Linked DNA regions of Triticum aestivum: all the other regions are linked to region 2. The links are chromatin contacts, called in public Hi-C maps. All regions are on one chromosome and are shown on one strand. The core of a region is the stretch at or near the end of the contact, and the rest is flanking DNA. Distances in the headings are between cores, read along the strand shown.

The links. Hi-C and Micro-C count contacts between places; a contact is called where the count stands out from the background.
Region 1: a contact with region 2 is called in a Hi-C map of leaf, with 9 times the contacts expected there. The contact joins the enhancer-like site here to the promoter of LOC123044484 in region 2. A contact is called at or near these places in 4 of 5 Hi-C or Micro-C datasets (leaf, root and an unstated tissue) and 1 of 1 datasets of contacts at active chromatin or transcription factors (leaf).
Region 3: a contact with region 2 is called in a Hi-C map of leaf, with 9 times the contacts expected there. The contact joins the promoter of LOC123044486 here to the promoter of LOC123044484 in region 2. A contact is called at or near these places in 3 of 5 Hi-C or Micro-C datasets (leaf and an unstated tissue) and 1 of 1 datasets of contacts at active chromatin or transcription factors (leaf).

The regions. Positions count from the first base shown.
Region 1 is chr2B:222,862,598-222,866,492 of IWGSC CS RefSeq v2.1, forward strand. No RefSeq gene overlaps it. Among protein-coding and RNA genes, the nearest start is that of LOC123044483, 16 kb to the left of the region's middle. Within about 2 kb of position 1,969, at least 8 of the 8 cell types and tissues checked have an H3K27ac peak or open chromatin away from gene starts, as enhancers often do. A contact at or near this core is called in leaf and root, where this site is marked.
Region 2 is chr2B:223,220,226-223,224,343 of IWGSC CS RefSeq v2.1, forward strand. LOC123044484 (protein TIME FOR COFFEE) reads left to right here and starts at 2,295. Exons shown (of 13, transcript XM_044467225.1): 1 at 2,295-3,092; 2 at 3,184-3,335; 3 at 3,426-3,750; 4 at 3,844-4,118. The coding sequence starts at 2,591. LOC123044485 (a long non-coding RNA gene) reads right to left here. Exons shown (of 3, transcript XR_006420123.1): 3 at 431-981.
Region 3 is chr2B:223,615,091-223,619,242 of IWGSC CS RefSeq v2.1, forward strand. LOC123044486 (ribosome-recycling factor, chloroplastic) reads right to left here and starts at 2,879. Exons shown (of 12, transcript XM_044467226.1): 1 at 2,647-2,879; 2 at 1,589-1,709; 3 at 1,439-1,505; 4 at 1,247-1,342; 5 at 391-488; 6 at 195-306. The coding sequence starts at 2,728.

The DNA.
Region 1 (3,895 bases), core at 719-3,218, 360 kb before region 2:
ACATGAAGGAGTTTTATTACTAAACAATTAAATAGAGAAGGCTTAGCTACAAAATCTAAGCACCGATGCATTGGGGACATTAGTTGCTAAGCATTTTAATGCACTTAGCACCCCACTTTAGCACCAATGCATTGAGAGAGGTCTTATTAACAGTATTTTTCAGAGGGCTAGTGACTAGCTCCTACAACTAGTCACCATCATCATGCATATGCATGCAATTCTACCAAGATAGAAAATTCATGCTTAGGTACTCGGTCCAACATTAGATTAACGGGCTCTTAGATTAATCGATTGAGAAGGCCCAAGCACCTTTGGTGGCGTTCAAAGATCATCACTAGAGAAAGTCCAGCGGGGGTGTGGTGTGGTGCGCCCACACGATCCGCAAGCCTTTAAATACTCCGCCACAGAGTATACAATTGACCTGGCTGTGCGAGCCCATCGACCCATTTAAGTACGCGCACAGTGCAGAGATCGTTTTTTATATGGAAAAATCGGTGGAAGCTGATGGCAACAGGAACGGCATTATAAAACCCACGCGGTGGCGAGTGCAAAGGCGCGCGCGCGCCCCTCTCGATCTGTCTCGCTCTCCATGGAGCCCAGCCAGCTCCTCCGCTACTCGCCGCCCGGCTGGCCGTCTCGTCCCCCGGATTGGAAGGCTGCTGCCGGTGTGAAACAAATCGGCGACACGCGAGATTTCACCGACGGTGGCCGCGGGAGGAGGCGGGGTGCCTTGGTGCTCGCTGTTGGAGTGTGAGGTACGTTGGTGTCGCTCGCCTCGCGGTTCGTTCAGTGCTTGGCCTTGGGACTCCGCGATTGCCCTAGCGTCATGCCTGAGCTCAGGCGAGAGCTTCCCGCGGGTCAACGGGGAGAGGGAGGGAGCCAGCGTGCCAGGGCCTAAGCCGGAGCGCGACGGAATGCAATGCGGCGACCGTCTGGATTTCCCCCTATCTCTCTCTCTCTTTCTGTTGGTGCTGGGCAAGTACTACTACTGCTCCTTCCCTGCTTCGATATTTTGCTGCTGCTGGCAGGGCAGGGCAGGGTACCCAATGATGACGTGAGGACTTCGATGAGATGTGAATCGGCGCGGCGTCGGGCCGGCATGGCGCGGGATTGGTCGTCGCAGAGTTCGAGCCAGGGCGCGCCGTTCGAGATCGACCGTGACGCAGGGGTCTGTATATGCTATGCTTGGACAGAGCCTGCGTGGTGTGGTTCCGTCCATGTCATTCATGCTCGGAATCGTTCAACAAGGACGGAAACACATCATGCTTATCTATCCGGAGCGTGCCGGCCGTACCACATTGCTTGCTTGCTTGCTTGCGCGCGTCTCATTTCTATGCCGACTGTTTGGCTTTCCAGGCTGCTTGCTGCATTGTGAAGTTTTGGATCTTGACCTGTTGCTATTAAAGAACTCTTCCAGGTTGATGTTGTTTTCTATTTTAATTATTCTCAAGTAGATAGGCATGCTGGGCCCGGGAGTATTATCTACGCATTATTGGTACGAAAAGCACGGTGACTATGACATTGACACATACATATAGTACGTGCCTCATCAAAGACTCAAAAGTGTTTTTCCACCGTGAAGTGACAAGCGACCTGCCATGCCAACCTCGGCAAAAGTGAGATCGACGCGCCATGCTTACCTAAGAACAACGCCACAGTCGTGTACCGGTGTACGGTGTACCATTCTCCATACAAGTGGATTTACATAGAGAGAGCGGGGTACGTACGTCTCTCAGTCTGCAAAAACAAAAAACAAAAAAAAACGTACAGTACGTCTCACAGCCCACTGCCCGGCTCGGCGACAGTCATTTCCATGTTCGTATAGAAGTAGTACCAGCACCGTGGTATATACGTATCTCATCGCCTACGCGATTCACACGTAGTAGTCGACGCAGGCCTCTCGGGGCATCGCTCGGGCGTCCGGTCTGGGCGGGCCCCACCACGCTGGTCACTGACCGGAGGCCGTGGACCAGGTGCGGTGCAGCTGGATGGACCAGCCTAGCGGCGGCAGCATCAACAACCCTACGCGGCGCTGCCGCAGAGGATCCGGCGGCCACGTGCGCGGCTCGCCTTGCCCAGCAAGATCCGGGGCTCACGTGAGCGGCGTGTGGTCCCCGACCCCCACACGCTTTTCCCGCCCCCGAACCGCACCAGGCCCCCACCGCGGACGGAAAGCCCGAGAGGGAAGACGGAAACTGACGCGCGGGGCCCGCGCCAGCACGGCGTCGGGCCCGCATGTCAGTGGCTGGCGGGCAGCGAAAAGTACGCGCCGCGGGCCCCGTGCTCCTTCTTTTTCTCTATCCCTCGCTCGCTCTTCGTGCTTGTCATCACGGAAAAAAAGGAGGCTTATCCTCGGCGCGGGCCCCGCCACATCCGCACCGCGCGCCCTTTTTCTTCTCTCGCCCTGTGGTGCACGACAGCACATGGTGCACCGCGACCACGCCTGCTCCGTGCCCGTGGAGAATCGCCTGGTTTTTTTTTTCCTCGGGGAAGAAGAATCTCCTGGTTATACGCGCGGTTATGCCGCATGATCTGACGCGGTTAACCTGCCGCTTTGTAGGAGTAACTGCTTTTACTGTCTGACTTCGGAACGCAGTATCGTCCAGCTTTTTTCTTTTTCTGAGGGTCGAGTATCCCCAGCTTGTCCGGTGGTCATCAGTACTCCCGTCGATGGCCAATTTCGACTCGTGTACTGAAAAATGTGCCAATTTTTCTGTACCGGTGAACTTTGTGGGTTTATCATCGTTTAGCGTGATACTCTCCGCGTTCTAAAATAAGTGGCTTAAGAGCAACTTCAATGGGGCGATTCATTTCGTCCCCTGCGTCTGTTTGGGTCGGCGCGAATAAAAGTGGTGACCCAACGCGCTGACCCAAACCCAAATCTCGTTCGCCTGGCGTCCGCGCCGATTCATTTCCGGCCCAAAATTGCGCTTGAAATGCGTCGGCGCGTCGACGTCCGCCACGCTTCATCTGTAGGCCAGCCAACTACCGTCCGTCGTCTTATTTATACGACCACCAACAGAGGGTCCATTGGTCAGCCAGTGAAAGCATCCTTTTTTAAGCACGCGTGCGACGGGGCCGGCCTCATCCACTTTCATCCACATTTGCCCCCCACCACTCCTTTTGCTTCCTCACCGGCGACAGCAAACCCTAGCGTGCCATGGGACTCTTCGGTAGCAGCAGCGACAAGGGCAAGGGCAAGGGCACGCCCGACGCCTCGTCCTCCCGTGCTCCTTCTCCGACACCGGCGCGTTTTCGTCCAGGTCACCGGCGTCTGCACATCCCGATGCACCAATCATGGTGGCACGGGGAGTACATGCAGCCGCTGCCCTACCCCGACGTGACGCTGCCGCACCACTGGCATCTGGATCCGGACCGGATCTCCATGCCGGCGGTTCCGCGGACCGAGCGGGTGCACAACGAGGAGGTGCGCAGGAGTCGCCGTCAAGGGCAAGGGCAAGGTCGACGACCTCTAGGGCAGCGTGCGGGGCGACGCAGACCTTTTTTGTTTTAATTAATGTTTAATTAGGTTTAAGTGGACTTTGGCCGGCGATTGACCGGCCACTTATGTTTAATTATGTTTATTTTCTGTGAGTTTTTCTTCTTCTTTTTTCGCGTCGGCACATTTGGGTCAGCCTCCCGTTGGGCGGTCAAGTCGACCTATTTGAGAATGTGGACGCGCACGTCCGCTTGGCCGACCCAAACGGATGAAAAGCGAACAAAGCGTGCGTCCGTTTGGGTCGCCCCGTTGGAGTTGCTCTAACTTTATACTAATTTTGCAGACTCAACTTTGTACTATTTTGGCTTCTAAATCTTTATTGTCCCTATTGTTAAAAAAGAGTTAGTGAATGATGGTCCGCCATCCAACACCCATACACATACTCATCATGCAGAC
Region 2 (4,118 bases), core at 1,045-3,544:
GTGCTTATAGGATCCTTCTAATATGAGGGCTCATATGAATTGCATGTAGCCAAGTACTAGCAAGCAGAAGGAGATATGCTTGCAAGAAATATGAATATGTGTGCAACTAGACTACATGCCGCGCCAACTAAGCATATGTGTATGTTAATAGTCCTTCTGCCAACTAAACATCAAATGTGCGTGCAACTAGACAAAATTACAAGCCAACTGTGCCAATAGTCCTGCCAACTAAACATCAATGTGTGTGCAATTAGATAAAATTACAAGTCAACTGAGCATATGTGTGTGCCAAATAGTCCTGCCAACTAAACATCAATGCGTGTGCAACTAGACAAAATTACAAACCAACTGAGCATATGTGTGTGCCAAAAATAGTCCTGCCAACTAAATATTAATGTGTGTGCAAGTAGACTACATTATTGCGCCAACTGAGCATATGGGTGTTCGAATAGTCCTCCCAACTAAACATCAATATGTGTGCAACTAGACAATATTGCCGAGCCAATTGAGCATATATGTGTAACTAGTCCTGCCAAATAAATATCAATGTGTGTGCAACTAGACTACATTGCCGCGTCAAATTGCGCATATGTGTGTGCAAGTAGTGTCCTGCCAATTTAACATTAATATATGTGTAACTAGACTAAATTACAAGCCAAACTGAGCATATATGTGTGCAACTAGTTTTTCTGCCAACTAAATATCAATGTATGTGTAACTAGACTATATTACAAGCCAACAAAACTTTAGTGACACCGTGACCAAAGCAACGGCAACACTCCAACTTGTGCTCGTCTTGTTAGACTCAACATGAATGCACTGAGCAAAGAGCAAAAATAGCGGCACACGGAAGAACTCCATTCCTAGCAATCTTCTTCTTTTTCTTGCTCCAGACTGGACAAGATCCTCCACCCGCGCTTCCTCCTCCTGTCCTCTCCCGGCTAGAGCAAGCTCCCGGCTAGAGCAAGCTCGTAGCAGCAGCTGCATACACAAAACAACGATGAGATCTCTATCAAATCTTCTATTCAATCGAGAAGATGGTACATGCTTGGGCTAGTGACATGCCGCCTGTTGCTTGAGCCGGCTAGGCTGGGCGTCCTACCGGTGGAGGAGCTAGCGGTGGGAAGGCCCTCACGAGCAGCGCTCACAGGGGGGGTCCTTGGGGGAGCCGGGGCGGGGGAGCAGATGGCCGTGACCGTCGTCATGTGCCTTGGGGAAGGAGCGGCGGAGGGAGCATAAGAGCTCGGAGGGCAGGATGGAGGAGGGGAAGGAGGCGAGCACCTAGTCCACGACGGCACCGACAGCCTTGGGCGAGACGACGTGGAAGAAGCTCTCCGGAGCGGCGAGCGCTATGGCTGGACGGGACGAATGGATAAGAACAGATGGGCTTCGTCGAGCGGCGTCGGATCGGGAAACCGCCCCGACCAGGTACCACCTGACCAACGCGCGGGACGATAGGAGCGAGATCGTGCGGCCAGGAGCCGGCCGCTCGACTCGTCTGAATAGTGCGCGTGCACTTTTTAGAATTTAGCTTAAACTAGTGGGTGTTTTTAAGGAATATCTTAATCCATTGAGAGTAGAAGTAGGGCAGTAGTGCGGTGAAGGTTGGTGGCCGGCGGGCCCCACGTACGTCACCCCGCCCCGCCACGTCTGAGCCCACGAGCAGAACGTTATGCGAAAGAGAAAAAGAAAAGAATAGGAAAGCGGATGAGACGGAGAGATACCCGGGCCCGCTGTGGGGCCCACCCGCCTCCACTGCCTGCCTGGAGAGACTTTCCTCGTGCCCTTTTAACCCACCCGCAGCGACCGGTGCGCGCAGGCGCCACGTCAGCCGGGTGAAACCCTCCGCACTGTCCAGATCAGGCCCATCCACGCGGACCCGCGCGTGGTGGTCCCGGGCCAAAGCCGATCGATGGCGTAGCGCCATTTCTTTATTCCTTTACTTTATTTATTTTGCGTGGAGTGTAACGAGTGTTAAGTTTTTACTAGAGGATAAAAAAATTTGTTAGGGAAGGGAACAAATGGGCGTGGCGCCATCAGCCACCCACCCACCCGTGGACGGTTCGGGGTTTCACCCCGCTCGGGCGCACCGCCACGTGTCGGTCATCGGGCCATGCTTGTTGCGTAAGGAAGCGTCCACGAGATTTTATCGCGTGTTCCGTTGGGTGCTAGGCGGTGGGGGCGGCCACGGTGGCAGGCGCGGGGGCGGGGCCGTCGGATGCGTCGGGCGGATCCTGGCCGTCGGATGCGGGCATGGGCAGCGACAAAAAGAGGATGAGGCCTAGAAAGCGAGCCACAAGGGGAGGGGAGGAGGCCACACCAGACCAGAGAAGCAGCAGCCATTTCCTTCCAGCCGAGGGAGACGAGACGAGAGGAGAGCACTCTTCCTCTAGGAGAGGAGTAGCATCGAGAGAGGGAGAGGGAGGAGATACTCGTGAGCGCGAGGGGAAGGAGAAGGAGGGCGGGCTCTCCCTCTGCCTTGTTGAGGCGGTTGGTGCGTGGATCTGCGCGGCGGCGGCGGTGTCTGCCGGACTCCGGCGACGCGGCGACGACTAGGAGGGAGATCGGAGGCGCATGCCTCAGATCTGACATGGAGCGGATCCGGGAAGGCAGGAGGGCCGCACTGGCCATGTCCGGCGGGGCGCCACCGCCGCGGCGGCGGCTCAGGAGCAACGGCGGCGGCGTCTCCGGCGGCGCGGGCCCGAGGGACTCGCCTCGGTCCGAGAGGAGGCGGGGGGAGCGGCTCATGCTCAACGGCAACGGGCGCGACGACGGCGACGACACCTCCGACGACAGCCTCGGCGACGACGACGACGACGCCGACGAGGAGCTCGCCGCCTCCGCGCCCAGGTACCCGCCTGTGCAGCGGCGGTCGCCCAGCACGGCGCCTCCGCCGTCCCCGCCCCAGCCCAGCGCCGCGCACCACCACAGCAGCAGCAGCGGCGGCGGAGGCGGCGGCGGTTACAACAACCACCACCACCACGGCCAGCAGCAGATGCACCGGAAGGGGGGCTCCAATCCCAAGGGCCCCATAGTGTGGAAGGCCGCCGACGAAATGATCGGCGTTCCAGTCCCGAGGAAGGCGCGCTCAGGTATGCTATGCACCGCAAAACAAGCAATTTTTCACCCTTCTTGCCGCTTCTGTTTCCCTAATCTCACCGGCGTTCCTCGTGTTTTCCGCAGCTTCTACCAAGAGGTCTTCGCACGAGTGGACAGGCCCCGGCGGTGGAAGCGGCGGCGGCGCCGCTGTAGACGGCTCGCAGATCCAGCGGCCTTCTTCACGGCCGATCTCGCCGGCTTCCACATCGGCCACCGCCCCTGTTCGGAAAAAGCTGGTGCGTTTTTCAGGCCGACAGAATCCATCTCCCCTCATGATTCTTAACTCCTGCCCTTACTGATTTCCCTCTCTCTCCGGTGTCTCGCAGAAAACACTTGGCGGCGGTGGGAGCAGCGGCGGTTCTGGGCCCGTACCGAAGCAGCGGCCGTCGCCGGCCTCAGCTCCTTCGGCAGCCCCGCCTCAGCCGCCACCAGCAAAGATTTCCAAGTCGCCATCGTTCATTCAGGAGGAGATCGAGGTCGCCGAGGTGCTATTTGGCCTGACGCGGCAGTTCCCCTGCCCTCCCAAGCAGGAGAACATGAACCACAAGCCGGAGCAGAAGGACGCGCCGGAGGCCAAGTCCGGGAACTCTTCGCCGGCTCCGTCGTCATCTGGCGTCCGGCCGGCAGATTCAGCCTCTCTCACCACTATAGGTAGGCAGCTCGTCAATTTTAATCTTGCAATGATTTTTTGTTGCTAATTTTGGTTTTGTGGGGTCTAATAAACTTCCTCACTGCTTTTGCCAGCCCCAAAGAGGAAGCGGCCACGGCTCGTCAAGTACGACAACGAGAACCGCCCGGCGAGCCCAGCAAAACCGGACACGGCAGAGCCGCCCTCAAGGCCTGAAGTGCCTCCGGTGGCGAGATCAGATGCGAAGCCGTCGGTGTCGGTGTCGGCTGTGGCCGAAAGTGGCGCCAGCAGCACCGCCACCGCCACCGCTGGTGCGCAGCAGGAGGCTACCCGGGAGCCAGAGAAGAGGGAGGACCACAGAGGAAGAGATCCAGAGCTCCGGACCAGCGAA
Region 3 (4,152 bases), core at 1,629-4,128, 400 kb after region 2:
TCCTTACTATTATGATTCGAGAAATGGTGTGCATATTAAGATTTGTTGTTGTCATATTTCCCAATTGAATTTTAACACAAGGAAGAAGAAATAGGCACAATCATGCAAACTAAAAGTGTGACCAAACGAGTCAGAATTTAAATGCACAATACTACTAATTTAAGCACAAGAGGTTGGAAATGTAATGCACAAACCTTTCTGCGGTCAGATGTCAATGGTGGGACAGTGACTCGTATCACTTCTCCATCATTGCTTGGTGTTACCCCAATATTTGCAGCAACTATAGCTTTCTCAATGAGCTTGAGGCTGCACAGTATATATATGTCAACAACACGGGACGTACAAAGCAATACCAAGCTATGCCTAAACTGGGGACGATAAATAGCTTACCAAGACTTGTCATATGGTTGGATAAGAAGAGAAGTCGCATCTGGGGTATTTATCTGTGCAATAGTCTTCAAGTTTACAGGAGTTCCATAGTACTCAACCTGCAAGGAATTATTCGCCATATGAGCAGCTTCACCATTGCACAGTAACCTCTTTGTGCTTTAGCCATAATTGCATATGCTAATTCAATTGTTTCCAAACAAAATCAATGAATTGTATTGACCACACATTGTTCCACTGATATCAGTTCAGAATTGAATGGTAACTATTAGCCTACTGAAATAACTACTGGTTCACACGTAGCCTAGTTATGGAGTAAACCAATTAAATTGTTATACAGATACAGAAAGGACATTACACGGAATGACAGGTGCTATCATGCAATTGTTACTTTCAGAATATAAAAAAAAGAAGGAATAATCGAGAAAGGCGTTTTGGAGGCCGAGCTCCATGGAGGCCTTTATTTTTGAAAAATTCAAATTCAAACTTTTATGGTTCAAAAAATTCTGAAAAAAAATATGCGTGTATGTAAGGATGTAACTCACATATGTGTAAAAATTCATGATGAAATACCTTGAATTGCGACCTGTACAAAAAAGACAAATCCATGGCCTAGGAGGATGGATAGTATCATGTGTTAAACAGCCCCAGATTTGTCTTTTTTGCACAGCCCTCATTTCAATGTATTTTGAACTGAAAATTTACACACATGTGTATTATGCCTTCATATATATCTGTGATTTTTTTCAGAATTTTTTGAGGTGTAAAAATACGAATTTCAATGAAATTTGAAATTTGAATCCGGAGGCCTCACTGGAGCCCGAGCTCCAAAAGGGATTTCCGGGAATAATCATCAAACCTCAATCCTGTCGAGCATAGACGGGTTTGCCCGCCCAGTCCTGACGGTATTGAAGTTCGATTGAACTGTTTCAATGGCCTTCTCCATCTTTTCTTTCTGACAATACATAGTGCCAGCTAGTTAGCACCATGCGTAAAAGACTTTACAAGGCAAATATTAACACTTCTAATACAGAGTTGCATTGTTATTTACAGCTTGTTCTTCAACGATCATCTTTTCTTCCTCAATTTCTTCATTAGTGGCATGCCTCAAAACTGCTCTGATACATGATAATCACAAGTTAACGAAGACTAACTTGAAGCTCATCAAGTATAAGAAATATTTAAATGCAAAACTACTCGCCTCTTGTCCGAGTGTTGAAGAACCAAAGGCACACCAAAGAAACCCACTGCTCCAGACTGAAATTTCATGAAGTTTGTGGACGAACTTAACAGGGATGAACGGTTTGAGAGACAACCACAACCTGTGAAATACAGTATTCTCTGGTGAGACCTTGCCCAACATTGAGTTCTAGTAGGAATATGTACTCTGGTTGCTTTGTAAACAAGTAGGAATATGTAAATATGGTAGAAGCAGTACTGAGAAAGAACCACAACATGTTGAATGCAGTATGTTCTGATGATTGATGATGCCTTGTCACATTGTTCCTTGCTGATGAAATTATGTGAATACAGCAGTCTGCTCTTATCTACTTCGTCCGGAATTAGTTGATGCTCAAACAGATGTATCTAGCACTGACATACATCTAGATACATCCATTTGAGTGCCAACTAATTCCGGACGGAGGGAGTAGAAACTAGTTACTTGGAGCCACATTAGCTACTACATCCATCTCACCAGTTTTCCACGACAAACAATGAACATCCAGTGATGAATTTCGTGAGATACATCGATTTATAAATGGCTTCGGTCACTTCTGAATGACCCTGAATTGTGAAGGATAACAACTGTCAATGGTTTCCTGATATCTTATTTATTTAAGTGCAAAGAAATACTAGTATCCCAACAGCCTGGGGAAGACATTAGCTTGAAACCACAAGTAAAGTAATACTAGTACATATTTTCCACAGGCATTGTGAAATGCACGTTGAAATGACTCTCAATTACATATCCAAGTGCACAGTGGAGTATAGAGCTTGCCGTTCCAAATCCGATTCAGTCTTCGTTTGTCTATAGGCTGGCTCGACGCAAACAGCAACCTAAATGCAAAGGTAGTGCCGTGAACGGAGAAGCGATAAAAGCACCGGCATTTGCATTCCACCGCATTCCTGACCTGGGGTTCGTCTTGGCGCTACAGTGCTTACTACGCCGAAACCCGTACCATGAATGATAAAAGCAGAATACGGATGACACTCGCGGGTTTCAACGAAGCGGGAAAGCGCGGGGGAAGGAGGAGCAACCTGGGCGCTGGGGCAGACGGGCAGAGGAGAGGGCGCAGGGCGGGGAGGCCGCCGCCGCAGGGGAGACGGCGTGGAGCGCCATGGCGCGGCAGCAGGCGGAGTGGTAGCGAGGGGAAGGCCGAGTGGAGAGTTGTGGATTGGTATGGAAATTGTGGATAAGGAGAGGAAGGAGGGGAAGGAGGGAAATGGCCGAAGAGGTTTGTGAGCTCTCGTGGGCTAGTAGCGCCTGCTGGACTCCAATTATTTCGCAGATCATGAATGCTTGGTGCCTTCTTATGGGCCGTGCGTAAAACTTGAGAGATTCTTTTTCCATAGTTCATAAAAATGTTTTTATTATTAAAAAACATTTCCAACGTGCATTCAAAAAAATTTCAAACCATGTTTTGGTAAAAAATGTATTTGAAAATTATGAAACATTTATAAAAACATTATTTGTACAATAAAAATGATAAAACTTGTGTGAAAAAAATTAGACGTAAAAACATATACTAGAAAAATGTTAATCATGTATTTGAAATAAGTTAAACATGTGTAAAAAATATTCCTAACGTACAGGAAAAAAATATACAATGCGTATGAAAAATGTAGACATGTGTTAAAAATATAAAAGGGATTTTAAAAATAAAACCAGAGATAATTGATGGAAACTGATGAAAGAAAACAAAGAAACCCATAGGAAAAATGAAAACTCCAAACAAACCGGAGAAAACGAATAAAAACCATAAAATAAATATACAAAACTGAAGAAAACAGAAAAAGGAAAAATTAAACAGACGACCGGCGAAGCAAATGTGCCAACACGCAATAATGGACCGGTCTGGTACTGTAGCGACTGTGGGCGAGCCCTATTATATATCAAGTACGGGCGATACATAGCAATTGCGGTGGGAGCTATATCTGGCCTGTAGTGAGATGCATGCTCCCCTCGCCGGCCCAGTACCGTAGTATGGTTTTGGGCTGTTTTGCAATGGGTTTTCGGGTTTTCTTCTATTTTTTGTGGTTTTTGGTTTTATTTGTTTTCTTTTTAGTTTTTTCTTTGGTTATCTATGTTTCTTCGTTCACTTTTTAGCTTTTTTCCTTTTCTTCATTTTGGTTTTCTTCAGGTTTCTTAACGCAAGTCTACAGTTTTTCGTATACATTAGATACATTTCTTGTACATGTTAAATAATTTTTAAATATAATATTAATATTTTTTTCAAATATATTTTTTGATGCCTATTTTATTTTTCATACGGATTATACATATTTGTTATTATATGGGCTTATCTTTTTAAAATGCATGATTCACAATAATTTTTTTTGAGTTCCACTTTTTCATACATATTATATTTTTTTAATACAATAAGAACATTTTTATATACTCATTAAACATTTTTGAAAATACATGATTAACCTTTTTCAGATATAAGTTTTGCTGTCTGTCTTTTTTAATAAAAAATGGACGTTTTATATATATAGTGGAAACATTTAACTTATATACGTTCAACATTTTTCAAGTACATGATT